Linked DNA regions of Mus musculus: regions 2, 3, 4 and 5 are each linked to region 1. A link is a contact called in public Hi-C and HiChIP or PLAC-seq data. All regions are on one chromosome and are shown on one strand. Each heading gives the region's core, a stretch centred on a gene start, on an enhancer-like site or on the middle of the called end of the contact. The rest is flanking DNA. Distances are from core to core; before and after follow the strand shown.

Region 1 (5,386 bases), core at 1,916-4,415:
CCTGGACGGAGTCCCAGCTCTGCCTTCCTCATCAAGTGCAGTCTGGCCTTGCCCAGCCTGGGGGAAGGAATGACAGCCAAGAGTCAAGGGACAAGTGGGTTCTGGGAAGCCCTGCTTCTGTGCCATTGGGGTCAGTGGGCTCCAGGGACCCAAGGTTCACAGGGTCCAGGTTGAGTGACGCCCCCGCCATCTCACCTTTTGGAAAATCAACAACAAACGATCATCCTGGTACAAGTTCTACAAACCCACACGCCTATGTGTACATCGTGCTGGCACACACCACGCCGTGGTATCAGTAGTCCCAGCTTGAATGGGCCTGAAGGGGATGGGGGCCTGGGAATCTGGCTCTATCAATGCTAAAGCCAGGAAGGTTCGAACAAACCTGAACAAATCGGTCACCCCAGACCCAGGCCCTGGCTCTCTTAGCTCCATGGGGAAGTATGGGGCTACCAGACCCCACAGTAGATGCAAAAACGTGAGGGCAGAGAGAAGGCGTGGGGGCCTGCTCCAGAATGTGTTGAAGATGTCTATACAGCACAGACTATTCAAAAAGATGGAACAGAAACAACGCGGCACATCATGAAATTTACCATTTCTTCTATTTCATTCTTTCTCACCCCACCCAACCCCACCCAACCCACCCCAATCCACCCTACCGGAGCTGAACCAGGGCCTTACACTTGTTAGGCAGGTGGTCTACCACTGGCCACAACCCTAGTCCCCTCTTCACCTGAAGTGTGTACTTCAATGGTATTATGTATCCCACATTGCTGTCCAATAATGAGCAGGTAATACTTCAGTAATCAGGTAGGGGTGCAAAACTCTTTATCTTCCTTTCAGGCAGTCTCCTGTAGCCCAAGCTGGCAATTTGCTATCTACCTTAGGTTGGCCTTGAACTCTGATCCTTCTTCCTCTACCTCCTGAGTACAGACAGTACAGGCATGCACCACTGCTCAAAGCCTTTCTTGTGGGGCCGGGGGTGGGGGGGGAGGCTTTTTTGAGACTCAGTTTCTTTGTGTAGCCCTGCCTGTCCTAAAACTCACTCTGTAGACCAGGCTGGCCTTGATCTCAGGTATCCACCTGCCTCAGTCTCCAAGTGCTGGGATTAAAGGTGTGCACCACCACTGCCCCAGGACCAAAGCTTTTTTTTTTTTTTTTTAATCTAGATTTTAAAAACATTTTTTTTTCCCCTCTAAATGCCATTGCTAAAAATATAGAGCACCTGGGATCCAGGTGTGGGAGCAGGGCCTGAAGGTCGGGTCGGGAAGGGCTTGGGGCTGGGCTTCATCACCTTTACAACCTTCCCAGTCTGGAAACTACAGGAGTTGCCATCTCCTCTGCATCAGAAGCCCAGTCCTCTGGTGACAGGAAGACTTGAATTCCAAGGCTTGCCTGCCTTTCCCAAGATCCATGAGTGGGTGCTAGATCTAGTTCATTTTTCTCCCTCCTGCTGGGCATGTCCTCCTTTGACCCTGATGTGAAGTGTAGGTCCTCTGTGTCCCACTAGAACCAACATGACATCACCTCCACGAAGCACATCCATGCCACAGCAGGGAGACCTCTGGTCCTGGCTCCCTCTCTAGTAGGACTGTGGGCTCCCTGAGCATCAGGACCGAGCCTGAGCCTGAGTCATGCTGCCCTCCCTCCCTTCCCTCCCCTCCGGGCCTGGCAGACTCAATAAAGCTTTGCTAAATGAAGCCATCACCGGTAGAAATGACCCAAGCAGAAGGAACGCCCACGCCCCCTCACAAAGCTTGTGTTTCCAACATCCCAGCCAGGGGCTCCAGAGAGGTCAGAGGAAGCAGCGCACCTGAGCAGGCAGGTGCCTCCAGGGTTCCCGTTTTACCTAGGGCCTGCAGGGGCATCTGAGAGCTGGGGAGGGCCAAGAATGAATAAATCCGGTGTCACAAACCCTCGCGGATATAGCTGGGCTGCACGGCCATGAAGAGTAACAGAAACAAGGCTCCCCACAAGAAGGAAACGTAAAAGATCCCCGTAAGACCAGAATTAATCTCAAGCCATTCCACGCATCAGATCCTGAAATGGCCCTGAAAACGAGGAAAGGAGGGCACCTCTGCAAGCCCGGGTCACAGCTGACTTCGGTTATTAGCCCCCAGGGGTCCGTGACCCGTGTCACCAATGCAGGCTCTTCTGGTCTTAGCACAACAGGAATGGACCCCCAGATCTACAGGGGCAAGACCCTCCATGAAGCCAGCCAACCCCAGAGCCTACAGGCCTCCTCACCCTGGGGTGCAAGGCCTCCTGAGCCACTCCTTCAAGATGTTTCTGCCCCACCCCCCAGGTTTGAGCTGAGCCCCACTCAGCACTGGGGGACCTGCACGGACTAGGTGGGCTAAAGATTGCGAACAAACAGACTTCTCTGCTCTCTATTGCATGGAAGGAACCTTTCTCCAGACCACATTTAGAATCCACTCAGGTGTTTGTTAGGGATCGGAGAGTTGCGGATTCATAAAATGTCAGAGCCCAAAGGGGCCTGGCTCCTCCCACCCCTATAAATCGAGAAACTGAGGCATGACATAAGAGGTGACGCTCCCCACCCAGATCCGAACTGAATCCCTCGTATCTTTTTTGGGGTGGTTCCCTGCCCAAGGTCACGCGGCAAAACAGATGCGGGTCTTGACGGAACCCAAAAATCCAGGCTCCAGACTCAGAGCTCCGCAGCGTACAGAGTGAGCAACAAAATCTAGTTCCAGGTCCTCGCCCCGAAAGCGCGCGGCAGGTGCAGCAGTGCGCCCTAGAAAAAGATCCACGCCCTGATCCGCGCCCCCCAATAAGCGGCCTTAAACTTGGGCTCCGTCCCCACCGACGCACGAGAACCTAGCCGCTAAGTGTAAAGCAGCGACAGCCTGGAGGTCTCGGCGATGGGACTGAGGACCTCGGTGACAGGGGCCGTGATCCGCTTGTGTCAGCAGGGCCGCCCGGGCCAGGTGAGGTCGCGTCGGTGTCCGGCGCCCCGCGCCCCAGCCCGCCTTGCTGTGTCCTTACCCAAGACACGACGCGCAGGATGGTGTGTGGCTGCCTCACCAGGGTGTAGGGGTCGAAGGCGCCCCCGGCTTTGCCCGCTCCGTACGCACCCCCTTCCATCGTGGCTGCACCGCGCGGCGCCCCCCGCTCGGCGCGCGCCGCCGACCCGTGCGCGTGCGCGGCGCCCCCGCCCCCTCCCCTGCGCTCGGCTAGTGCTTGCCGGGGCTCCCGCCAGGGGGCGTCCGTGCACGGCAGGTGCAGCTCCCCGAAGCTCGCGCTCAGAAAGCGGGTGCTTCTTGGGGTCCCGGTGTGGGGCGCGCTCCCAGCCAGCGGGGTGACCTCTTTGCAAAATAGCGCGTGATCAGGGTGTGGACAGAGAGTGCAGCCGCATCCCCGCTTTCGGAAGCCCTCTGAGATGTAGTTCTTCAGGAAACTCTTTTTGTTATGTATTTATTTATTTATTCATTTGCCTCTTTCCTTTCGCTCTCTGCTTCAAATAAAGGGAAGGGGCTCCGTTTGATCGTACAGTGGCTCATTGAACGCGTCCGTAGGTCGCTGGCTGCAGTAATGACCCTCTCTAAGAGATCTGCACAGCCTTCTCGGGCCCCCAGAACCACCTAGCCGCCGAGCTCCACCGATGATGTCATGCACGCGCCCCCTGACCTGGAAGGCGCTGTAAGGGAGGCAAAAGCTGGGAAAAAAACAGACCTGAGACTCCCTTCCCCTTCCACCACAGCTCCCGATCCCTTTCCTTAATCCAATAATTAATTATGTACTTATTTCTTCCGTTGTCTCCTCTGTCTGTGTGCTCCTGCTGGTCAGGTTTTGTTTATATCCAAAGGCCTCACAAACAGTAGGTGGTCAATAAATATACTCTACCCCCTCCCAACCCCAACATAGTTGGCCCTTTGGGGCTCTTGGGGGCTTTTTTTGTTTGTTTGTTTGTTTTTTGTTTTTTTCGAGACAGGGTTTCTCTGTATAGCCCTGGCTCTCCTGGAACTCTGTAGACCAGGCTGGCCTCGAACTCAGAAATCCGCCTGCCTCTGCCTCCTGAGTGCTGGGATTAAAGGCGTGCACCACCACGCCCGGCTCTCTCGGGGGCTTTTGTCGTTGTTTTTATTTGTTGTTTTTGTTTTGTTTTTGAGACAGAGTGGCTTGTAGAGGCCGGCCTCTGGAATTCACCGGGAGGAGGGGGATGGGTTTTGAATTTCTATTCCTCCTGCTGCTTTATCCCTGTGATGGAGTTTCAGGTCTGAGGCAGCTGTTATACTATGATCCTATAAAACGTCTAGAGGAAAACAAGGGAAGATCTTTATAACTTTGTACATTGGAAGACTTTTTTTCATTTTTATTTTCTCTTTGTCTTGTATTAGTGTCTGCCTGCATGTTCATATGAGCATCGTATAAATGCATTGCCTGAGGAGGTGAGAAGAGGGTGTGGGATTCCCTAGACCTGGAGCTCTACAGACCTTTGTGGGTCACTGTGTGGGAATCAAACTCTGGTCCACTGCAAGGACAAGTGCTCTTAACTGCTAAATTCACTGTATAGCCCGTGTTCAGTTCAAACTCGGGACAGTCCCATGTCCTGAGATCACAGGCATTAGCCATCACATCTAACAAAGCATTTTCCCTGAAGCACAAAACTGTGTGGTCAGGAGGTTCCTGGGCTGAGCAGCCAGCACCGGTACTTACTACAAGTCCTTGAATGTTGTACAAATATCCTCCTCTTGCCCATATGTACCTTGTCCTGAGTTCTATGGCACACATAGATGAACACGTTCATATCTTTCCACGATTTATCTCATAACAATAAATTCACAGGGTGGAGCAGTTTCAACAACAAGTATGCCGCCTACACCTTGGTAATCTAGCCAAGGTGATTTTATTCCAATCCCAATTACTCATATTAACACGCTTGTCACCCGGCACACGGGAAATCAATGAACTAATCAACCTATCTACGTATATGTGGTTTACACAATGACCGTGCAGTTTAAAAGGCATGGCTGACAGCGGTGGCACACACCTTTAATCCCAGCAGAGCCAGGGCTACACACAGAGTTCCAGGACAGCCAGGGCTACCCAGAGAAACCCTGTCTCAAAAACAAACAAACAAAATAAATAAAGGAAAGGCTACCACATAGTTGAAGAGGTATCAGAAGCAGGCTTACGGAAATGCAAATAGATGCAGAAAAGACAAGGTAAGAACCCAGCCAGCATCAAGGAAGAGAGTATTGCTGAGAGATCACTGGAGTGTCAGCTCCAAATCTGAACTGCCAGGGCAAAGACAGGCACAGGAGTAAACTATGCCAACAGTAAGGGACTAGGCGAACAACTATTCCTTTTTTTTTTTTTTTTTTTTGGTTTTTCCAGACAGTGTTTCTCTGTGTAGCCCTGGCTG
Region 2 (5,386 bases), core at 734-3,233, 720 kb before region 1:
CTAGTACTCCTGAGGCACAGGCTCATCTCTGAGTTGAGAGTGTCTACATAGTGAGTTCCAGGCTAGCCAAGGCTACATAGTTGAGATCCTATCTCAAAGAAAACAAAGTATAAATACATATTTTAAAAACGGGGGTGGGAGGTGGTTGGGGGGAGGGGACAGCCTATGGTCCCCTTCCCCATTCTTCTCAACATTACTTTGATATAAGAAAAGCTGGTTCAGAAAATTTTAATACGCCACTGCAAAGTTCCTTGGCCAGAGAAGTTCCTTCTAACCACCTTCCCCCATCACCAAATATCAGTGCTTAAGCACCCAAACTCAACAGCTAAGGCTGTTAGGATCACTTCCTATCTAACCACTTAGCACAGCTCACCAGATCTTTGGTAAGAACAAAGGATCTATAGTATATAAAGATCTGTTAGAAACAGCCTGCCTGGTTCACAAAACAATTACAAGATAGAATCACTTCAGCTTATCCTTCTAATATATGAAGTTCTACCTCGGGCAACCTAGTTTTCTTTTTCTTTCAGGCTGTTTCCTATACTGGTTTTTAGTTTATTCCAAACTTGGCCTAAGCACCCATGAACATGCCCACATCCCAACCCCACTTATCCTATGCAGATCTTCTCAAGCAGATCTTCACTGGGACTCAGATAACCCCAACTGTCTTTCACCTTGACACACCAGCAGAGAACCCTACATGTCCACAGCAATTACCAGTAGAGCCTGCCCGCTTCTCAACAGGGCTCTGGCAGGGAGAGGGGCTACTCTTAAATATCGTCTTCCTCTGCCTCCCTTTTTCTATTTAACACTCCACCTCCTATTTAACAGAGCCAGTGAATGTAGTGAGAATTTTGGTTTCTTTAAAAGACACAGAAATATTATAGAAATATGTTTTTCGTTTAATTCTAGGTATGGGATATGGGGCTGCTTCAAATTGCCCATAGCAGCTGACTATGATTTGCCTCATGCTCTAGCAGGAGTGTAATTTTGCCAGCTGCAGATAGTTTCTGTGATTATGTGACATTTGGAATACTGGGGACTTTTTAGAGGGTATATAAATGCTAGGACCCTGAGAGGTTGTTGGGTTGTTGGTTTGTTGCAGTTTGTTAAGTAGTTGTGAGTAAAGAAGAAAGAACAGAAGAAGAAAAAATTAGATATCCTGACTGCAAAGATCAAACTTGCCCCAAGGAACTCGGTGCCCTTAACTAACAGGAAATAGTTTAGTGATAACATCACCCTCTTTCTGACCCCTGAGGCTATTATAGGATCTCTTTCCTTTCCTCTCTAGTCTAGTGTTAGGGGTTGAAATGGTTGAAGAAAGGGGGTGGAAAAGGTTAAAAGAAACGACCCACAAAGTAGCAAAAAGATAAGCTACAAGTGAATGGGGGAACACTCCCCCTCCCCCCAGTAATCTTTCCCAGGTTCCAAATTGAAAGAGAGGGAGGGGGAGGGGGAGGGGGAGGGAGAGGGGAGAGACTGACCAGAAGAAGTAATGTATTGGATTTGCTGGAGTTACAGGTGGTTGTGAACTATACAATATGGAGTGCTAAGAACTGAACTCCGGCCTTCTGGAAGAGTAATAAGCCTTCTTAATCGCTGGGTCATCTCTCCAGCTCCAAGTTAGTAACTTTAACAAGTGCCTTTTGGGATACAGGCTCAGTTTATGGATGATGCCTTCAGCCCTGTCCACTTTTTAATGACAGCATTCTCATTCAGGAGAATAAAAGTCTAACAAGGGCAGGGGTTTTTAAAACTCCATTTTTGCTCACAGCTTTATCCCTAGATACTAGCAAAGCTCCTTGCATACATACAATACTCAATAAACTCGCTTACCCACTCAACAACACTGAGAACTAACTGGGTATCGGAAGCTGTGTAGGTACTAGTTAACAGAACAAGTTCTGGTTCTGAGCCTACTCAAAGTAATGGCAGGAAGAGATGAGAAGGTGATGTGATAGACAGGCACTCGGCAATAGAGGGCTTACCTTGGCCTAGCGCTTCCCAACTTCCTGTGTGGGCTTCTCTTGCACCAGCCCTTTTCCTGTTCTCATCTGTCTCGCATAAACTGAAAGCTCCCAAGCTTGCTCTAGCTCCAGCCCCTTCCTTTGTCTCCTTAGGTTACACTAACCATCTAGCAAATGTAGACCATGTCCCAAAGCTTAATTTAATGTACACCTCTTTCCCCAGATCCCGGCTTGACTCTTCCCGGGCCTGGAGTATGTACACCACACCCCTGTCCTCACTCTCCCAGGCAGACTTCACGTCACAAGAGCCTCTAGAAAACAGTCTTTTCATGTTTCTAGTTGCTGCCCAGTCACTCCTCTTGCTCTGTGACTTGTCCATCCATAATCTCTCCACTTCCTCAGATGGATGTCAGTTCAAGCAAGCTAAACACACACACACACACACACACACACACACACACACACACCCCTGCTTTCTTTAAAACCCAGTTTTTATGTGTGTGTTTTTGAGACAGGGCTAAGTAGGGCCACATATGCTCTACACATATGTGTAGTCCTGGCTGTCCTGTACCTCGCTCTGTAGAACAGGCTGTCCTTGAACTCAGAAATCCACCTGCCTCTGCCTCCCAAGTGCTAGAATTAAAGGTGTGTGCCACCATCTGGCAAAATCCAGGGTTTTTTGTTGTTGTTATTGTTGTTTGTTCTTTAATTATAAAACACATCAAGACACAGCTCTAGCTGGCTGAGGTGGTATATGCTTGTAATCTGAGCACTCAGGAGACTGAGGTAGGAGAGTCACTCACAAATTCCAGCTAGGGAGCCTGATCTGTAGTGTTAAGTAAGATACTATCTCAAAAATAAATGGGAACAGGGAGAAAACCTAAACAACTCTTCCAGATAGCCAATGCTATCCAACAACACTATCCTGAAACACTAATAAACAAAAACTGAGAGCCAACAATATGCTAAACACTTCAAAACAAACTCAGACAACCCCTAGAGCAACTTCCTGAGGAAGGTATCACTGCCCCAGTCAGTACCTTAGAAAAAAGCTGAGGTACCCAGCACTGTGACTGGCCCAACTCTGGGCCAACTGCACATACAACAGCCCTGACTTCAGAAGCTCATTTATGCCTAAGTCCTGGAAAGGGCCAGGCAGAAGGATTGTAAGTTTAGGGTAGCTGAGAAGGACCCCCTCCCCCCAAGTGCTGATAGGGTCAGCATAGCAGAGTAGGCCAGTGAGCTGCTAGCTAGGGCCTCAGTTACTGGAGTAGAGTGAATACAAGAAACATTTTATCTTTCAGAGGGATACAGCGACAATTGATGTCCAGTTGCCAGAATTAAAAACTTTGTCATTTAAAATACAACAGTAGAAGGTGAAAATTAAAATTAAAACGTAGTATGTTAGAAATTTTGCCATGCCATTATCCATAACTCATAAAGGCTGACAAGCAGGCCAGCTAAACCATACATAAGATATAGTGTTTAATCCTAGCACTCAGGAAGCTGAGACTGAAAGAAATCGGGAGCCCTGCCTGGGATACGGACCATGTCCCAAAAATAAAAACTTGAGTTGGTGAAACAGTCCAGCAGGAAAGGCACATGCTGTAAAGCCTCACCAACTGAGTTGGATCCCTAGAATTGACTCCTGTAAGTTGTCCCCTGACCCCACATGCATGCCATGGCAGACATATATGTTTGCCTGTGTGCACACATGCAAACAAAATAAATGAAACAAACAAAAAGAAAGAAATGTCTGTAATATGACTTAACAATCTACTTGCCACTCCTTTTTAAAGATGTATGTATGTATGTAATGTCTATGAACACATAGTAGCAGTCTTTAGACACACCAGAAGAGGGCATCAGATCCCATGTGAGCTACCATGTGGTTGCTGGGAATTGAACTCAGGACCTTTGGAAGAGCAGCTGGTGCTCTTACCCACTGAGTCATCGCTGCAGCCCGCCACTTGCCATTCTTACATAATCACCGCTTGCCGGGTCAGATCAACTCTACCACAGTTTCCTCATTTTTCTCTAGGTTCTACTTGCTCCATAGGTAATGGGGTTCACTGTCCCCCTTTCTGTCTTACACAAACATTAATAGTTATCTGCTCCCTATTATCTGTTTATTTAAGACAGAGCAAAGTAATTTAAAAAAACCTATAGCATTGTTCTTGTGGCACTGAGGACTGTGTACTCTTAGCAGTCACTGTTCTACAGTTACATCTATGGCTTGTAATTTCCTTCAAAAAAACTTTTTTTAAGTGTGACTCAATGAAATCACTATTTTAGTCACTAAGAAAGAATGAAAGGAGTCCTAGAACTTGAAAAAAGGTTTATTCCTGTGAGTGAGGCTAATAAAACGACCAAGCACATAGTTAACTGTGATACATCTTGAGTTCACCTGTAATTAAGATGCAGTTCCCAAATACTAAATTTGAGCATCTATGCTGACCAATAGAGGGAAGGTAGAAAAAAAGTAAGCAATGTAGGTTTCTTTATATTGCTATATCATAAATTTATATTCAATTTAATGGTATGCCTCTTAGTCTGAGATTATCTGTACATTTTTTGTTAATATTGTTTACTTTGAGATGATAATCGTGGTGAATTTGACTTAACAAATTTAATACCAGTGACTTATGTGGGAGTTTAGCATGCCCTTTTCCCTCTCCCTCTTTTCCTTTCCCTTCCCTTTGTTTTGAGACAAGGCCTTATTCTTGCAACAATATCTGGAGTGCTAGGACTGCTGGCATGAACCGTCACTCAAGGCTCCAAAATTGTCTTCTTTAAAATCCAGTTCAAAGGCCAGGGGACAAACACACACACACACACACACACACACACACACACACAGAGCACTCCAGAGGCAGAGGCAGGTGGATCTCTAAGTTTGAGGCCAGCCTGGTTTGTAGAGTAAGTTCCAGGAAAACACCAGGGGACAAACACACACACAAACACACACACACACACACACACACACACACACACACACACACACACACACACACACACACACAGCACTCCAGAGGCAGAGGCAGGTGGGTCTCTAAGTTTGAGGCCAGCCTGGTTTGTAGAGTAAGTTCCAGGACAACACAAGACACCTAAAGCTGGGGACTAGCATATTAAAATATTGAGGTGACTCAGGAAATACCAAATCCAGCTTGCTTCACTACAGTGTAAGTTTTAGAGAAGAATACTAGGAATGGGATGCTAGGTGAGGGAGAAGGCTCAGTGATTGAGAGCACTACACTCTTGCAGAGGACCTGAATTTGGTTCCTAACACCCACAGGGCAGCTCAGCAACCACTTGTAACTTCAGTTTCAGGGGATCTGATGTCTTCTGGCCTCCAAGCATGACTGCACATGTACTCAGGAAAAGTCACACATATACCTAAGTTAAAGATAAAACTTTTA
Region 3 (5,386 bases), core at 892-3,391, 650 kb after region 1:
CTCTGGGCTTGAAAGCTGGAAGTTGGAGGGGAGGATCTTTGCGAGGAGCTGAAGGCGGAGCCCTTGGCTGTTAGAATGAGGCAGGATTTCTGTTTGGGAGAAGGCTCCCTCCTTTCCTCCCTCTCCTCCACTGGGTTTTGCGTCACGGCTGTTTCCCCTTAGAGCTCAGCTGCAAAGCTCTGTAGAGGGCTCACAGCTTGGACTCATGAGGGTGTAGGAAGGAAGAGGCTCAGGCAAAAGGCAGCTGTGTGGGGAGCCACCTTCCAAGGGGGGTAGATCTGGGAGAGGGAGTCTAGGAAGGTCCAGCCACCCTGTACTCTTCTGAAGGCCTGGTGTGTGTGTGTGTGTGTGTGTGTGTGTGTGTGTGTGTGTGTGTTAGAACTGGGGACTTTTAAGACCAGCTACCCCTGGATACCCAGCAGAGAGTCTATAGCTGGAGGGTGTGGGCCTGGGAGAGGCTGCAAGTCCTGAAATGGAGGGCAGGTGACAGGATGAGGAAGGGAAGCTGGGACAGTGGACTCCAGACGGAAGATTTGTTCCAAAGGACCTGCGATGACCAAGAAGGGGAGGAGAGTGGCTTTAGGCAGCGCTGGCTGAGTTCCATCTCCAGACAGGTTCACCCTTGATCCATACCCCCGCGTGAGGGCTGAGGTACCTCCAATTCCCTTTCTGGAAACCACAGAGTGAACATCAACTCTGTCTGCTGTCCTCACTGGAGAGGGTTAAATGAGCTGAATGCCTCTCCTGGCGCTGCAGCAGAACAGGCCTACGTTTGGAAAGCTGGGCCCATGTTGGAAGGTTTGGGTGGTAACATTGCTAGGAGGACATTGATGCTTGCTGTGTTCTGCTCAGTCTTGCCAAGGCCCCACGGCCTGGGCTCTGACCACTGAGGCTGACTGCTGTCCAGACCAGCTGCCTCTGGTGAGGATTTGTGCCCTGCGTGGCCAAGGCTTCAGGAGAGAATGCGGGCCTGTCATACAAAACCTGCCAATTGTGAATCAATTGACAAACGCAAAGCCAAAAAGCACCAAGCGGGCCATGCTCAGTCCACCACCTGGGCAGAGAGAGCCAGTTGCCCGGTTTACCATCACAGAGGCCTCTGGAGGCAGCTCCTCCTCATTCTCCTGGTCTTCTGATCGGCATCCCCAGGTCCACCAGATGAACATGGCCATCTTGCTGGGCTGTGTGGGCCTGGGCAGACCTTTTGCCCTCTCTGGGCCACAGTATCCTGCCCTCCTGCCCTGTGATAGGACCTGGTCTATAGGTCTCCCAGCAATCTCCTCAGCCTCGGGGAGAAGATGCGGTTATTATGAAGTGACTCTTTCTGAGATGTGCTTCCGGGGTGATCAGAGGTACTATGTCCACAGTAACAGTTGTGTGTGTGTGTAGAGAGAGAATGTAGGTGTGTCATAAGTTGGAGCTTTGCATGACCCACTGTAAATATCATTTTAATAGCCTTGTGCTGGGACCTTCCATGGTGGAGCTGGAAGCTGGTGGGAAGCCTTCATTAACTCTCCCATGACCTGGGAAGGCTATGGTCCTTCTTCCTCGTTTGCAGTTAAGGACATTCAGGCATTGTCTGGGGGATGACTTTGTTGAATGAGCACCTCTGGGTCCCTGACTCACGTGTGAGTTCTTGGTGAGGGGCAGGGGGCTCAATGGGTGAAACTACGTTGGAATCTGAGGGACTGTCACAGTGGATCTGAACGGCAGAGGACAGAGCAAAGAAAAGTGTCTGCCTGGAGTTTTCTCTGACCACACATCCTTGGTCCTTGTCCACGCCCCTCAGTCCCTATGCTTTATTCCCAAAGCCCCTGGCCAGTGTTCTCTACAGCCTTCAGGCTACTGAGCCCTAAATCTCTTTTGCAGTGCCAGGAGTCTCAGCTGATTCTCTCGGGGGTCCCCGCAGCTTTGGCTGGAGATAGGGCAAGGCCTGAGTATAGGAAATCTTAGTTTTGTGTGCCCCTCACCCAGGGTGGCAGCGTCAGAACACGCTCTCCGGGGGCTGCGGGCCCTTTAAATCCTCCGGGGCGGCGGCGGCGGGCGGGGGATGACATCAGCGGGCGGGCCCGGGGCTCAATGGGAACCGCGGGGACGCGCGCGCGGGTAGGGAGCGCGCGAGCCGGCGGCGGGGGCGGGCGGCGGGAGGCGGCGGAGCGCGGAGCCTGAGCCCGGCCGGGCCGAGCGCAGCGCAGCGGGCCGGGGAGAGGCTGGCGCGCCCGCGGCCCGGCGAATCCTCTGGCATCCGCCCCGGCGGCCGCCCCGGCGCGGTGAGCATCGGGGGCCGGGGAAGCGGGGTTCCCTCCGCCTCTTTGTGTTTTCTTTTTGCGCGAGCGCGGGGCGGACACGCGCATCCGCGCAGGGCTGGGGGCGCCGCCCGTGAGGACAAAGGCGCGGCCGGGGACGCGGAGGGGACGGGCGCTTCGCAGGCCGCCGGGTGCACCGAGGCGGCCCCGGGTTGGGGCGGGGGACCTGCGGCAGGGGCCTGGCTGGGGTCCCGGGGGCGCTCGGGTTCCGGGCCGGCCTCGGCCCCTCCTCTGTGTCCTGGGCTCCGGGTCACCGAGGCCGTTCTCGCGTAGGGTGGGGGCGCGCGGGGGTCCTAAGTGATGGGGTGCGTGGTCACCCGGGCCACCGGCTTTGTTTTCCTTTGTGGCGAGAAGAAGGGAGGGGGTTATTTATCGCTTGGCTTCTCATTGCGGTGTGCGAGACAGCCTTGTGCTTCAAGCCTGTGAAAGCTGGGTGCCTGGGCGCCTCAGAGGCAGGGCTGCGACTTAGGCCACCCCCTCCCCCTACTTTGTCCAGAGTTTCCCCACATATTTCTTAGCATAGCCTCCCTTTGGAAAGGGGGTCTAGAGAGAGAGAGAAGGGGGTGCAGTTCCAATGAATACTTGCGTTTGGGACGCCTTTCCTAGGTTTAGGGCATTCCTTCAGTTTTTATTCTACTGATTCATTGACCAGGGTCTTGGCCCTGTGGAAGGTGGGTGGTGTGTGTGTCAGGAGGTGTGTGTGTATGGCAGGGTGACACGGGACTGCCCATGTGCCCAGCTGCTTGTAGTTGTAATTTTTCTAACCAGCTGAGAAGTCTTGACTCCTCATGGCCACCCCCCCCTTTTTTTAACTTTGTTTATTCCCCTCCCCCACCCCTCCCGTAAGGGACAGAGTGAAGAATTGGAAAGCTACTCTGATTTCCTGAAGGAGCCCCCACCCCAAAGTCAATTTCTTGGGGTGGCGGTGGAGGGGGGCTTTTAAGTGGAGGAGGGCTGGGACACGCTAGACTCCAGGGCTCTGGTCTCCAGGGTGGGGAGACCCTGGCGTTGGTAGGGTCCTTCAGGGTTGGTGATTGTGCAGAGAGCCGTGAGTGGAGAGGGGCTTGGGGGGTCATGTGCAGTGTATTTATGTAAGACTCCCAGACAGAGGGCACTGGTATTTATATAACCTGGCGTGGGTATTTATGTAATATAGGATGCAGTATATTTATGTTCCTTTCCTAACCTGTGGCTTTCCCAGATGCCATGTATGGTCTCTGAGTCGGCGTTAGTGGAAACCCGGCTTTGGGGGGGGGGGGTGTTTGTGAGTACACAGCCAGCCCCCCCTTTCCTGTAGGGATCCTAAGTGTGAGCCTCTACTCCCATGTTCCCCTTGGCGGGTGCCCTTAGCAAGCTGGACCATGTGTGGACCTGTGGTGCCAGGCTGGTGGGTTTTCTGCAGATATGCAGTCCTGTTCTTGGCAATCAGGGCAACTCAGCCATGTGGGCAAAGACCCATGATGGGAGAGCCCAGAGTTTGGCTGGCACCCAGCGGCAGCCACTTCCTTGTGGCTGGTAGAAGGACAGTGGTGGCTCTCGGGGACTTAGTACTAGGCTAGGGTGTCTCTCCTGGCTTGGCTCTCTCGCTTCTGGGGCTGATGGAGGAGCCCCAGTGAATCTCTCCTGGTTTCCTTCCAGGCCTGGTATCTGGGGGCAGGCTTGGCACAGGGAAAGGGTCAGCACCCCTTACCCCCAAGCAAGCCAGCAGTCACTGTCTCACCGAAGGGTTTTACTTCTCAAGCCTGGAGTGAAATAAGTTCTGGGTAGGAGGCCACCAGGTGGGCCAGCTGGACCCCTGTTTGGTCCTAGGTGAGATTTCTACCATTGGCTAGCTTCTGTGGGGATGGTAGCAAGGCCACTCTGGGCTCCGGTTCCCATCTATCTGCCAAAGGAGTGCCCTCTTGTTCCCTCACACCAGCTCATGTGTAACCATGCAGAGGCACCAAGGAACCAGTCTCCCTGTCTCATAGTTTACTATTCCCTGCCTCCCCATTCCCCAGCAGCCCAAACCTGCCCCCATTCATTGAGTCTTCTGTTTTGCTGACCTGGAACACAGGTACCCAACCTCTACCAGGCCAGTACAGAGGGATCCCTGCCATGGTCCAATCCTTGTTATCCATGGGCTTGGGGCCTCCACCTCATCTGAGGAAGGAGCAGGCTATGCAGCTTAGACCCACAGGGATGGGACCTGTCTCAGGAAGCCCTTACTTCCAGTCTTCAAGGAAGTCTCCCTGAGAGTCCGCATAAGATGTGTGTGCAGAAAGACCTGAGAAGTGGTTCTCTGTGGCCTGGGTAGAGCCTGGGAGGCCCTGGGAGGTACCTTGCCTTGCCTCTCTCAGTGGGGATCAGGTCCTCTCATATGAGGCCTGCTGGAACTGGCCAGCTTAGCCCTCCAGAGGCAAGGATAGAGGTGGGCAGCCTGTGGTTTCAGGAGTCTCGTGGTACCAAGGAGCTCTTTGACGTTCTTCCCTTTATCCTGGAGGTTGCAACTTGCTGACGGGCTATTATAGCTTTCAGGATGGTCTATTTCTGTGGACCCCGTTCCTCCCATTTCTATCAGATTCCTGGGGTCCAGGACGTCCCTGGGGTATTTTAAGTGTCTCCAGATTGTATGCAGAGTGTAAAGCATTTTGGAGAGACTTTTGGCCTTTTCACCTCTAAGGATGGGTGGAGATTCACTGCTGAGCACAAGACACTAGACATGGCCCTTCCCTGTTGTTTACCCTTTGTCCTTGATTTAGGGCCTTAGCCCATCGTAGCCCATCGGGTCTGCTTGGCGGTCCCTTCCTGGGCCTTGGCTCAGAGCCCATCTTTTCTGAACTAAGTGAAACTTGTTCTAAACCTGCCTCGGCCGTGCCCAGGTGTGTGGGCATGAGGACTACCTGACACCTGACTGCCCTTGAGCTAAGTGAAGCCAGATTGCTTCTCAGACAGTGGGAGGGAGGAGGAGCCTGCCAGCCCTGGTGGAGGAAGGGTCTGGGCCCTCTGCTGCTGGAGGTCCTGTCTCTGACCTGTTTCTGCTTCTCCCGCAGCAAGGTTGAAGCATGGAGTTGCGTGTGGGAAATAAGTATCGCCTGGGC
Region 4 (5,386 bases), core at 1,434-3,933, 570 kb after region 1:
GTAAACAGCCCTTCATCCCTCTGCAAACTCATGGCCACCCTTGAGCCTCTCTCCCTCTCTCACACCCCTCCAGTCACCACGCCCCAGTATTCTTTAGCCTCTCTCTTCTCTACTCGGCTACTCTCAGATAGCCCAACAATTGCTGGCCAGCGGCCCCACCCCCACCCCCACTTTCCATTCTCCATCCAGAAACCCAAGGGCTATTTGAAAACAAAATTCTGCTTAAAGCTTTTATGTGACTTCCAAATGTCCTTAAAAGACCCAAAGCCTTGTCCCAGCTGCTGCCTGGGCCATCCTCCCTCCTGGCTCTTGCCACACCCCCTCCAGCCTAGCAATTTGTCTAGATTCTATTCCAAGTGAACACAGGGTCTGCATCCTGTGACCCCTGTAGTGACTCTGCCTTCCTGTGCCCACACTCCCTGTCTCACTCTTCTGGTTGTGACGGGCAGTCTTGGGATGGTTTTTTTGTTTTTGTCTTGTTTGTATGTTTTCGAGACAGGGTTTCTCTATGTAGCCCTGGCTATCCTGAAACTCTCTCTGTAGACCAGGCTGGCCTTGAACTCAAGAAGATCCACCTCCCTTTGCCTCCCAAGTGCTGGGATTAATGGAGCGTGCTACCACTACCCAGTCAGAGTGACATTTTTAATGATGGAGGAGACTCCTAAGGTCTCTCCCACTCTGAAGAACACTGGGCCCAGATACCGGCTGCAGGCGAGTGTGGGCCTCACATTCCTCACTAGTAGTCCTGTTTCCCCTCCCCCCCATCCCCCGCACATGTGATTGGAGCCATGTGACCAAGACCTAGGACCTGAGTAGAGCCTAGCAGGGAGACAGACGAGGCCATAAAGGAACTCCTATAGGGGGTGACACAGATGGGGAGGCGACCTAGACCAGGTGGGGCTGGCTGTGTTGCCCCTTCACCAAGCCCTTGCCAAAGAGGCACCTGCCCTATTAGGACAGTCTAGGCAGCAGCTTCATGGGGGATACCTGGCCACTATATCCTCCAGTCCTCTTAACCTTGTAGGCTCAGGGTTCTACCCATAGTGGCTCCACACATAAACACATAAACACTATCCCTACCAGAAGCCCAGGAGAAGAGAGACACCGTGAGTGAGTCCCTCTGACTGATAGGGAAACAGAAGCCCCAGGCTACACAACTCAGCAGGACAGTGGGACAGTGGCCAGTGTGTCTCTGGCATTTGGGGCTGGCACCAGCTGCCATTTTTCTTTCGCCTACAGCAACGCATACTGATTTGCTCCTCCTGTCGCTTTCTGCTGGTCTCTCAGTAGGTCAGCTCCCTAAGGCAGGGCATTGGGGTATCAGGGCACAGTGTCCCTCACAGGATGAGGGAGGAGGTAACAAGCACTCCCCCAATCCTACCCCGGACCTCTAAAGCAAAGTCACAGGCCCAGCAAGCAGAAGGGCCGTGAGAGACGATCTCTCAGGCAACTGACTACTACAAACCCCCGGTAACGTCTAATTCAGTCCAGAGCCACTGGATCCAAAATGTGTCTGATCCATACTCAACCAAGTCCCTCTCCTGATCAGCCTCCCAGGTGACATCTCAAAATGCTCTCAACCTCCATTTCCGGAGTCTCAAGAGACCTGCTGAGCCTCTGCCTCTGCTCCTACTTCTTCGATGGTTTCCTTCATCCTGGATCCCGAATGTGACCGGAAAAAGCCTTTCACCATTAGTCCATCCTACCTTCTGGATTCCTCTTCCTCCTGTGTCCTTCCCAGGACATGCCCTATGCCCTGTGGCTTCTACGTATTTGCACGGGTGTTCTCAACACCGTACCCTGTACCTTGAGCACATACCCTGCCCATCCTCTCTGTCCACGTAGCCCTCAGCTGCTCTCTGCCTCCCCAGCTCTGGTAGAGTCTGAGCTCACACTCAATTGCATGCCTGGGACAGGCAGGGAACGCTAGGAACGGAGATGGCTGAAAGACAATGGGCAGCTTCTTATTAACCCGGGGACTGAAATCATCAACCCAGCCTCCAGATATTTCCCATCCCAGCAAGGCCGCTAGACCTGTAGACAAATCGCGAGCCCCTCCAACGCCTTCCACTCAGAGCCAGCTCCACATCCCTGGGCCAGGCTGATATCACCAGCTGGCAGGAAAAGGCTCTCTCTGGGGAAATAAAAGGCAGGAGAGAATGAAGACTCGACGACTAAGGCGACTTCAAATATGGTCTCCTCCCAGGGGAAGGTCCCCCTCCACTCCTCGCCCAGCAGCCGTGATACTGCCAGCTGCCCAGTTAAGGATAGGGCGAGAAGCGTGAGGTAGGGCTCTTCATGGAGACAGAAGCCACGCTCCCTCATAATCTCCCGGATCCTCTGATGTCGAAAAACTTCGCTGAAGTTTTTGGAAGCGCGCGCGCCCGGCTTCCCTCTGAGCCTAAGTCCTCACCATGGTCCGGTCCCGCCCCGCCCCGGGCGCCGCTCACCGGCGCAGCTCTTGGACCTCCAGATCTTCACCAGGAGCAAGATCATAGCCAGGAGGTGGCTCAGGTCCCCGAGGATTCGGAACACGTTCATGGTCCCGCCCGCCGCTCCCGCGCCGTGTCGCGCAGAACTTCCCAGGGAACTTTCTGTTGCGCGGGGCGCTGCCACGTCCCCGTCCCTGCTCCTCGCGGTGCCCCAGGCCGGTGCCGCGCCTCCTTGCTGGCGCGCTCCCGCCGCGCGCACCCTTGGCCGCGCGGTGACGTGGCGGGGCGGCCAGGCGCGGGACAGGAGCCAGGAAGCAGCGCTTCTCACGTCCCCACGCCGACAGGCGGGGCAGCTTACACAGCCGCTGCTGGCCCAAGCCGAGCCCCTCCCTCTCTGGTCCTGCGTAGGCACCAAGTGTTCCTCTCATCCCCAGAAACCACAGTCAGGGCCTGGCACTCACTTCAAGTCCTGACTTTCATAGCTCTGTTGGGCCCTGGGTGGTGGAAGCAGGCTTTCAGCCGCGGAAGACCTCCCAGGTTGGAACTCCCGGGAAGTGGTGCTGAAAGGAGCCATCACCTGTTAAACTCTGAGATAACCTGAGCTAGCTCTGAGATAACCTTGTTGATGGTTTCCGGTGGGGAGAGAGGCTGACTCTGAGTCCCCTTTCTGGGCTTCAGTATTGACTACAAGGGAGATGCTAATGGTGTAAAAGAGGCTGAGTGTGTTGGGGATGCCCACCGCCTTCATTTCTGCCCCCCTCTTCTTCATGTGGGAAGACACTGGAAAGAACTTCACTGACCAGGAAAAACTCCAAGCACGGCATAGAGGCAGGCAGGATAGAGTAGGAAGAATCTTAGGTGGGCTGGAGGCCTCCATTGCTATGTGAAGCATCCTCTCTGGGCACAGGTCTATTAATCTATAGCTATGGAACCGATAAACCAAGGGCCTTTCTGCCTTCTCCTTGATCCCAGCCCCCCTCCCTCCTGTAGCTGGTTTCTTCCTAAAGAAATGGCTTCGTCTGGCTCCCTCTGTGTGCAGGAGAGGCTTCGGCAGGATGAAGATCTGTTGCTTACGGTGTTCGCCAACTCTTTCCTGGCCTCCATTGCTTTACCATTACTCCCCGCACAAAGCAGTTCTGGGAGGCTTTGCATGTGACCAGTAGCACTGCCTGGGGGGTGCAGCATGGGGGACCCTGGGCAGCTTGCTGTGAATCTACACACACACACACACACACACACACACACACACACACACCTTTCCTGGGGAGATGAAACACACTTGTCTGCTCACCCCAGATAGGGAGCCCACGACAGCCTAAAGTACAGATAGTACCAATATCCAGCTTCATGAATTAATGAGTTTTGCTGGAGTTACTTAGAGGAATATGGGTGAAGGGTTGCTTACAGGAGCAGGAATGACTCAGAGACAGCTGCATCACCAAAGCCCACCCAGCATGGGTGACAGCTCACCAAGCTGGGAACCTGGAGCTCTTCCCACTGCCTGCAGGCAGCTCAGCAGGTTGGAGAATATCCTTCCCAGGTGCCTCAGTTGGTCTAAATCTCTCGAAGGCTGCTCTTCTTGTTCTGAGTCTTCTTACTCCCTGCTTACTCTGGCAGGGAGGAGCCTAGGGAATCTGCTCAGTTTCAGGGAGTTCCTGAGACTATTCTTGTTGTTGTTTACCTCCCTGCTTAAGGAGCTACCCAGCAGGATAGAATGTTTTAATCTCAGAGGAAGCTTATATAAAACACACAGAGACAAATGCACACTCACACAGACATACGTACACATGGACACACAGACACACACAGACAGACACAGACAGATGCACACACAGACACACTCAGATACTCATACACACATACAGATGCACACACACAAAACACGGGCACGGTATAGGCTTGAGGGACACCATCTCAACAATGTGCCCAAGTAGGGAGGGCACTGCCATTCTCACACCACACACAGAATCCAGGGCCCAGAGAGGTGCTATCATTTCTGATGATCACACAGGACATCGTGTCAGCCTAGAGCCCAAGGCCCAGCTCCATAGGGTTGGAATTCTCAGCCCAGAGAGGTGGATGACCAGGTGTCAGCAAAAATTTACACCAGACAAGGAGCGTTCCTGTGATGAGGGCCAAAGGGCTTGCGCATCTGTGGGAGGTTTGCATATATTTCGGGTGCTAGGCAGCACATTAGACATACTGGGCAGCCCTTCCCTGTGCAGCCTTAGAGCCCAGGGGGCAGGGAATGGACCCTGAGGTCAGACAGGTGAGGTACATGGACCACGGCTCTCTGGGAAAATAAATGGCCCTCAGTTCCCTGCCTAGATGTCTCCCCCAAGCAATGCCCACAGAAGGCAGTGGTTATTTAAATCTCTCAGGTGAGGCTACCCAGCCAGCTGGCATCTCCTTCCAGCGCCCACATCCTCCTCAAGCCAGAGAGAACGAAGCACATGCAACACATCTGTCCGGGAAGCAGCGCAGCTGTGGGCGGGGCCTGAGGCAGGGAAGGGGCTGAACCTTCCCCTTCCTTTAATTCCTCCCAGGAGACACTGGCAGGGGGACGGGCCAAAGTCGGGAGGCCTGAGAAGTGACCATCACGGGGGCAGAAGGGAAAGAACAGGCTGGGAGGCTGCAGGGCTTGGTCCATATCCAAGGTCTGCTACTGTGCCTGTGAGCCTGCGCATGCCCCTTCTCTGGGCCTCAGCTTGCCTGTCTGTTAAATGGGGGAAATGGAGAAAGAACAGCTGAATGCTTTTCCATGATTCTGGTGTCTGGCGTGCCTGAGGGTCCTATGAAATGGATACTATGTTGGCATCTTACAGATGGAGAAATGAAGGGTCCAAGTTGTTTGTTGCTCTTGCAAGCCTGTGTCAGCATCCTTTCTCCCCGGTACTGTCTCTCTCTGTTTCTCCCGGCTGCTGTCTCTCTCTGTTTGGCAATGAGCTCTTCAC
Region 5 (5,386 bases), core at 1,762-4,261, 550 kb before region 1:
CAGGGCTCTATGTTCTTAACCACTGAGTCATCTCTCCAGATCTGTTCCCAGTTAAGAGTAAGTAATCAGAGACCTTTCATACTGTTTATTTGAAAGAGGGCAACATCAGAGTTCTGTCCTCTGCTAGAGACTGGCAGAAGAGGATTAAAAAAAAAAAAAGACCCTGCTATTAGAAATGGCTTGACCCATCTCATTTAAATGTAGAGCTGAGCTGACTGGCAAGAAGCTATTCTTTCCCCTAAGGAGTTAATCACTTTTTTTTTCCCTCTAAGCAATGAGATCATGGTGATCTGGTCTTAGTTTATGTTTTGTATAAATAAGACTGTAAGGAGGAACTTTGTACTTTGTACTTTGGGAGGAAACACATTACACAGAGTTGTAGATTTTAACCGGAAAAGACCTTGAGGAGAGCTTGGCCTTTCCTGGTTTACAGGAAAGGATTCCAAGACTGAGAGAGGACCAAGGGCTTAGTCTAGGTCAGTAGGTAGCCAACCTGAAGAAGAACACTGTCTGATTCCAGCTGGGCTGGGAAATTATGCTGACTGCTTTTAGATACGTGCCTTTTGCTACCAGTCAGGATCTCAGGTGGTCAGGCACAATCTGTACTGGGTCTGCAGTAATTGGATGAACCATCTGAAAATAAGGGGATAGATTTTACTCTCAGCTCTGGTCTTTCTCCACAGCTAAGTCACTCTGTCCTGGCTATCAAGTTTTGTTTTGATTTTCCAAACAGACGTATGTTCACATGTTATAGCTGCATGAGTATTGGTGCTGTCAATGGCTGGTTCCAGCAGGAAGGTCAAGAGGTAAAGGGCTTTGGGGAGTAGAAATTCCTCTGAAGGTAAGTAGGGGATTCCCAGGGATAGTTTTAGGGGGGTTGTGTTTGGGGGGAACAGGGATTCTGGCCTTTATTCTCATCTTTAAGCTGGGTTCTGTTCATAGTCAAGAGAAGCCAAAGGTTAGTCACTTCTTGCCCAGCTGATTTGGGGTAGAAACTGACACGTGGCCATCACTGCTAGTCTTCCCTAGGAGTTTGGACACTAACTGGCTTTTCTTCAAGATACAGCATCTTAACTCATAGGAGAGGAAGTATTTCTTGTGTATAATAATTATTCACCCAGTCCCTCTCAGCAATCACAATGAATATCACGTTGCTGCTTGACATCTGTGTCTATAATGTTGGATGACCTACTGGTATTGAGGAGAGTAAAGAAAAGGATGTGACTCAAGTCTCCAGATATAAAAGACTCGCATCTTAGCAAAAGAACCATCATGGGTTCTTAGCCCTTTATGTCCATGCCATACAGTATTTGAAAGAATAAATAGAAGTGGTTTTGCTTTGGGATGTATAGTGCATGTTTTCAAAAGATAGTGTGGAAAGTACTCTAATGATCACGAGAAGTTGCCTTGTCTCAATACCAGGCAAGACTCTGGGAGAAGTCTAGGCTAAGCATTGTATATAATTCATGTCAGTCAAGGAATATGACCCATAATTCCTAGCTGAAAAAGTCAAGATCAAGTTTCTTAAACTCAAAGGCACCAAAAGATGCACTTCAGCCCAACAAATTGCTTGGTGCAGCTTGAGACCAAGGCCCTTAAAAACAAGTTTGATTGGGGCTGGAGAGTTGGTTTGGTGGTTAAGAGTACAGGATGCTCTTCCAGAGACCTGGGGTTGGATTCCCAGCATCCAGTTTCAGGAAATCAATCGCCCCCTTCTGCCTTCCACATGCACTTCATATACACGGTATGCAGACATACATGCAAAATCCATACACACAAAATTTTACCAAAAAAAAATAGGGTTGGTTGGCTTATTTATAGACCAAATTTTCTCTAATGAAGATCCAAGGAGTTTAGACTTTGGGATATTAATATTGGCTTGAGCTAATATTTAGGACTGCCCGACATATGAAATTTTAGTTAAGGAGAATTAGGAGCATAGACCTAGTGACAAGTCTCTGTGGGTGTGATGGTTTGAATAAGAATGGTCCCCATAGGCTCATGTATTTAAATGCTTAGTCACCAGTGAATGGCACTACTTGAAAGGATTAAGAGGTGTGGTCTTGTTGGAGGAAGTGTGCCACTTGGGGTGCCTCTCCTTCCTTCTTCTCCACCTCTTTCTCTCTCTTGGCCCACAGAGCAGGATGTAGCTCTCAACTACTTCTCCAGCACCATGTCTGCCTGCTCGCTGCCAGGCTTCCTGTCATGATAATGGACTCACTCTGAAACTGGAAGCCACCCCCCAATGACATGCTTTTGTTAATGAGAGTTGCCTGGTTGTGGTATCTTTTCACAACAACAGATCAGTGACTGAGACAGTGGGTAAAGGTGTCGTCCACCAAGCTTGATTCCCCAAGTTCAGTCTCGGGGACCCATGTGGTAGAAGGAGAGCCTCAATTCCTTAAATATATCTTCTGACCTCCACATGTGCAAATATGTGCCCCAGCTACCACATATGTCACACACACACACACACACACACACACACACACACACACACACACACATTCACTTACACACATACAATATATATATATATATATATATATATATATATATTCTTTTTGTTTTAGCAAGATGTCAAAGTTGATGACATTAAGGAGACAATGTGACAAGGTTGTGACATTAAGTACACTCTGAGGTGAACAAGCCTAGAGACAACTGGCCCATTAGTCCTTCCTGCCTATGCTTTAAAAGTTCCTCTCTCTCTCTAAACAAAGCAGCCAGTTTATCACCAGAGATTAGATTCTCAATAGAAGCAATAAAGCCTCACACCTTTAGAAACCTATCAACTAAGGCGGGGTAGCATTGCCTGTCAATTCACCGGGCAGGGGTGTGAGTTCTGTGTAGGCTCTGGCCTCCTCTGCTAAGAGCTGCATTTCTTGCATTACGTGGTCAAGTCTCTGACTTGCAGTCTTTGACATGCTGACCACACACACTGCCCGCAGAGCTGGGGTTTCTCAGCTTAGGTCTGTGTCACATCCTTGCCTGGACTGAGTCACTTCCTGTAAGGTGCAGCGGTGCAAGGGTTACGGTGTCAAAGTTCTCTCTGATCCCCCTCACCGGGGGCCTCCCTCATCTCTGTTCTGCTCTTTTCGATTTGGCTTTGGCTTTGCCGTGACCCTGCTGGGGGAAAGCAGCCTCGCTCTGGGTCCAGCAGCAGCGTGGGATTTCTGCTCTCCTCTGGCCTTTCTTCAGCCATCTACTGACAGAAACAGACAAGGTTAAGAGATAGCCAAGTGGGAGGTCCTTTCCTTCTTCCTCTCCTACTTCCATAGATGCTTCTTGTGTCTGGCGCTGTCCAGAGCACACATACAAAACATATCAACTTGCTTTCTGAAAATATTTGGGCAGGACAGGGAAACAGATAAATACACACTTGTTTCTTTTTTTCTCTTCAACTTGTTCTTAATATGTAGCCTTGGCTATCCTGGAATTCACTATGTAAACCAGGCCAGCCTTGAACTTACAGAGATCAGCCTTGGCTCTGCCTCTTGAATGCTGGAATTAAAGATATGTATGACCACTACACAGGTCATTTTGAACAGAAATCAGGATGTGGAGGAGCTGAGGAGACATGTTCTGGGGAAGAAATAGTCCAGTAGTTAAAGAGATGCCACCATGTTTCTGACCAGTGGCTGATCTGGCTTCAGCAGGCTGAGAAGGATCAAGGCGGGTTTAGTTGTCAGTACCTGACAGAGATGGAGAAGTCTCCTGGGGAACTCTGGCTGGCCCTGATGATGAAGAATCCAATGTCCTTGCCCATGAGTAAGTTTTCTGCTTGATGTCGAGAGAGGCCTTCATGGAACCACCTATTGCAAGACAGGGTAAAAAGAGTTCTTTGAGACACGTGATGGTGGTGCGGAGGGAGAAGGGACATGGAAAAGAGGTGACTTGAGGGAGGAGGCCAGGGACGGTGAGTCAGGGTTTGGGGCATGCATTCTAAAGATTTATTTATTTATTTATTTATTTAATGTATAAGAGTACACACCATAGCAGTATAGATGGTTGTGAGCCTTCATCTGGTTGTTGGGAATTGAATTTAGGACCTCTGCTTGCTCCGGACAACCCCACTTACTCCAGTCTTGGCCCCGTTCACTTAGTCCCTTCTTGCTCCAGCCCAAAGATTTATTTATTATAATAAATAAGTACACTATCACTGTCTTCAGATGCACCAGAAGAGGGTGTCAGATCTCATTATGGATGGTTGTGAGCCACCATGTGGTTCCTGGGATTTGAACTCAGGACCTTCGGAAGAGCAGTCAATGCTCTTACCTGCTGAGCCATCCTACCAGCCCTGGCATGCATTCTAAAACCTAGCAATGGTGGCTAACTGCTTCCAGGGAAGCAATGTCCACTGCTCTGTAATTGCTCTCTTTGTTCTTGTCCCTCCAGAAGTTTCTCTCTAGCTTGGGAAACTTGAATCATGGAAGTTTGCTGCTGTACCATGTGGGGCTGTGTGGGATTGGCTCCCGGTGGGATGAAGTCGCCTGCCACCAGGAGAAGAGAATGCATGGGGTAAGAAGAGCTGCTGCAGGCACGGAGGCATGGAGGCAGGGCATCAGGCTAGGCTGGGAGACAAGGCCTGGGCACCCATTCCCTTCCTGAGATGCCAGTGGCTGGGCACTTTTCCCCAGGAGCATCCAGGGGCTCAGGCTCTTTGGACTAACACAGAAGCCTCAGGGGCTTGACAGTTATGTCCAGCAGAGACTGCCAAGAGCCCAGGAAATGATGTTGCAAACACTTGGAGCTCAGCAGCTCTAACAGCAACATCTGCAGCCAACTTCCTTAACTCTTTTGTGAGCTATTCCCTGCACTTCGAGGTCATTTACCTAAAAAAAAAAAAAAAGTGGATCTAGGTTTGATGAACCTTTACAGAGGAAACAGAGATGTAGAAGAGACACCATACGGTCAGGGCGGCAGTGGCTGGAATGTTCCAAAAAAGTCAAGCACACTGGGTTAGGTGACCGGTGGCTGCAGCTTCTGCCAGGAGAGCACAAACTCCTCTCTGCTCTAGAATGAGAGTTTCCATCACAGCCGGTAGAGGTTGGACCCTGTCACATTGCTTCTAGATGGCTGCTCTAATTGCTGCTGTCGGAAGGCTAATTAACGCTCGAGTCCCTTTAGGACAAATGCACGGCAGGCCTCTGTGCTTCACAGGATCTGAGACCCTTGACTCCAGACTCAGATAACAGGAGGGACACTTCCTCCAGACCTGGGCCACAGCAGTAGGCTGGAGCCTGGGGTTTCTGGTGTCCCACACCTCTGCAGGGCTGAGCAGCTGATTGCCACACGGAGAAGGCACAGTAGTGACAGGAGTAGGCGGGTGGCGTGTGCTACCACAGCTATAGCTCAAAGGGAAGTTTGCAGCAGAGGCAACAGGCAG

The links. Hi-C and Micro-C count contacts between places; a contact is called where the count stands out from the background. HiChIP or PLAC-seq counts read pairs in DNA pulled down with a chosen protein or histone mark.
Region 2: an H3K27ac HiChIP or PLAC-seq map of trophoblast stem cells shows a contact between it and region 1, with 5 times the contacts expected there. The contact joins the enhancer-like site here to the promoter of Syngr1 in region 1. A contact is called at or near these places in 6 of 39 promoter capture datasets (the 3T3-L1 cell line, 3T3-L1-derived adipocytes, the HPC-7 cell line and 3 more), 1 of 484 Hi-C or Micro-C datasets (muscle stem cells), 5 of 115 datasets of contacts at active chromatin or transcription factors (the SCID.adh cell line, astrocytes, bone marrow-derived macrophages and 2 more) and 2 of 9 other capture datasets (adipose tissue and liver).
Region 3: a contact with region 1 is called in an H3K4me3 HiChIP or PLAC-seq map of bone marrow-derived macrophages, with 2.9 times the contacts expected there. The contact joins the promoter of Csnk1e here to the promoter of Syngr1 in region 1. A contact is called at or near these places in 2 of 115 datasets of contacts at active chromatin or transcription factors (bone marrow-derived macrophages and large pre-B cells).
Region 4: an H3K4me3 HiChIP or PLAC-seq map of pro-B cells shows a contact between it and region 1, with 3 times the contacts expected there. The contact joins the promoter of Kdelr3 here to the promoter of Syngr1 in region 1. A contact is called at or near these places in 2 of 39 promoter capture datasets (liver and pre-B cells) and 2 of 115 datasets of contacts at active chromatin or transcription factors (large pre-B cells and pro-B cells).
Region 5: a Hi-C map of the N1E-115 cell line shows a contact between it and region 1, with 5 times the contacts expected there. The contact joins the enhancer-like site here to the promoter of Syngr1 in region 1. A contact is called at or near these places in 3 of 39 promoter capture datasets (the 3T3-L1 cell line and hippocampal neurons), 3 of 484 Hi-C or Micro-C datasets (B cells, the N1E-115 cell line and myocytes) and 5 of 115 datasets of contacts at active chromatin or transcription factors (the NIH/3T3 cell line, bone marrow-derived macrophages, embryonic hindbrain and 1 more).

Annotation. Positions count from the first base shown.
Region 1 is chr15:80,089,113-80,094,498 of GRCm38.p6, reverse strand. It overlaps Syngr1 (synaptogyrin 1), which reads right to left and starts at 3,165. Exons shown (of 4, transcript NM_207708.1): 1 at 3,007-3,165. The coding sequence starts at 3,105. It overlaps Gm31134 (predicted gene, 31134), which reads left to right and starts at 2,665. Exons shown (of 2, transcript NR_168675.1): 1 at 2,665-2,948; 2 at 3,488-3,766.
Region 2 is chr15:80,811,633-80,817,018 of GRCm38.p6, reverse strand. All of the region lies in intron 4 of Tnrc6b (trinucleotide repeat containing 6b), which reads right to left. Among named protein-coding and RNA genes, the nearest start is that of Tnrc6b, 100 kb to the right of the region's middle. Within about 2 kb of position 1,983, at least 85 of the 459 cell types and tissues checked have an H3K27ac peak or open chromatin away from gene starts, as enhancers often do. A contact at or near this core is called in the HPC-7 cell line, the SCID.adh cell line and trophoblast stem cells, where this site is marked.
Region 3 is chr15:79,438,812-79,444,197 of GRCm38.p6, reverse strand. Csnk1e (casein kinase 1, epsilon) reads left to right here and starts at 2,141. Exons shown (of 11, transcript NM_013767.6): 1 at 2,141-2,270; 2 at 5,339-5,386. The coding sequence starts at 5,351.
Region 4 is chr15:79,513,705-79,519,090 of GRCm38.p6, reverse strand. Kdelr3 (KDEL (Lys-Asp-Glu-Leu) endoplasmic reticulum protein retention receptor 3) reads right to left here and starts at 2,683. Exons shown (of 5, transcript NM_134090.2): 1 at 2,451-2,683. The coding sequence starts at 2,541.
Region 5 is chr15:80,636,871-80,642,256 of GRCm38.p6, reverse strand. Grap2 (GRB2-related adaptor protein 2) reads right to left here. Exons shown (of 8, transcript NM_001289442.1): 4 at 3,693-3,812. Among named protein-coding and RNA genes, the nearest start is that of Mir6957, 6.5 kb to the left of the region's middle. Within about 2 kb of position 3,011, at least 80 of the 459 cell types and tissues checked have an H3K27ac peak or open chromatin away from gene starts, as enhancers often do. A contact at or near this core is called in the N1E-115 cell line, bone marrow-derived macrophages and pancreatic cancer cells, where this site is marked.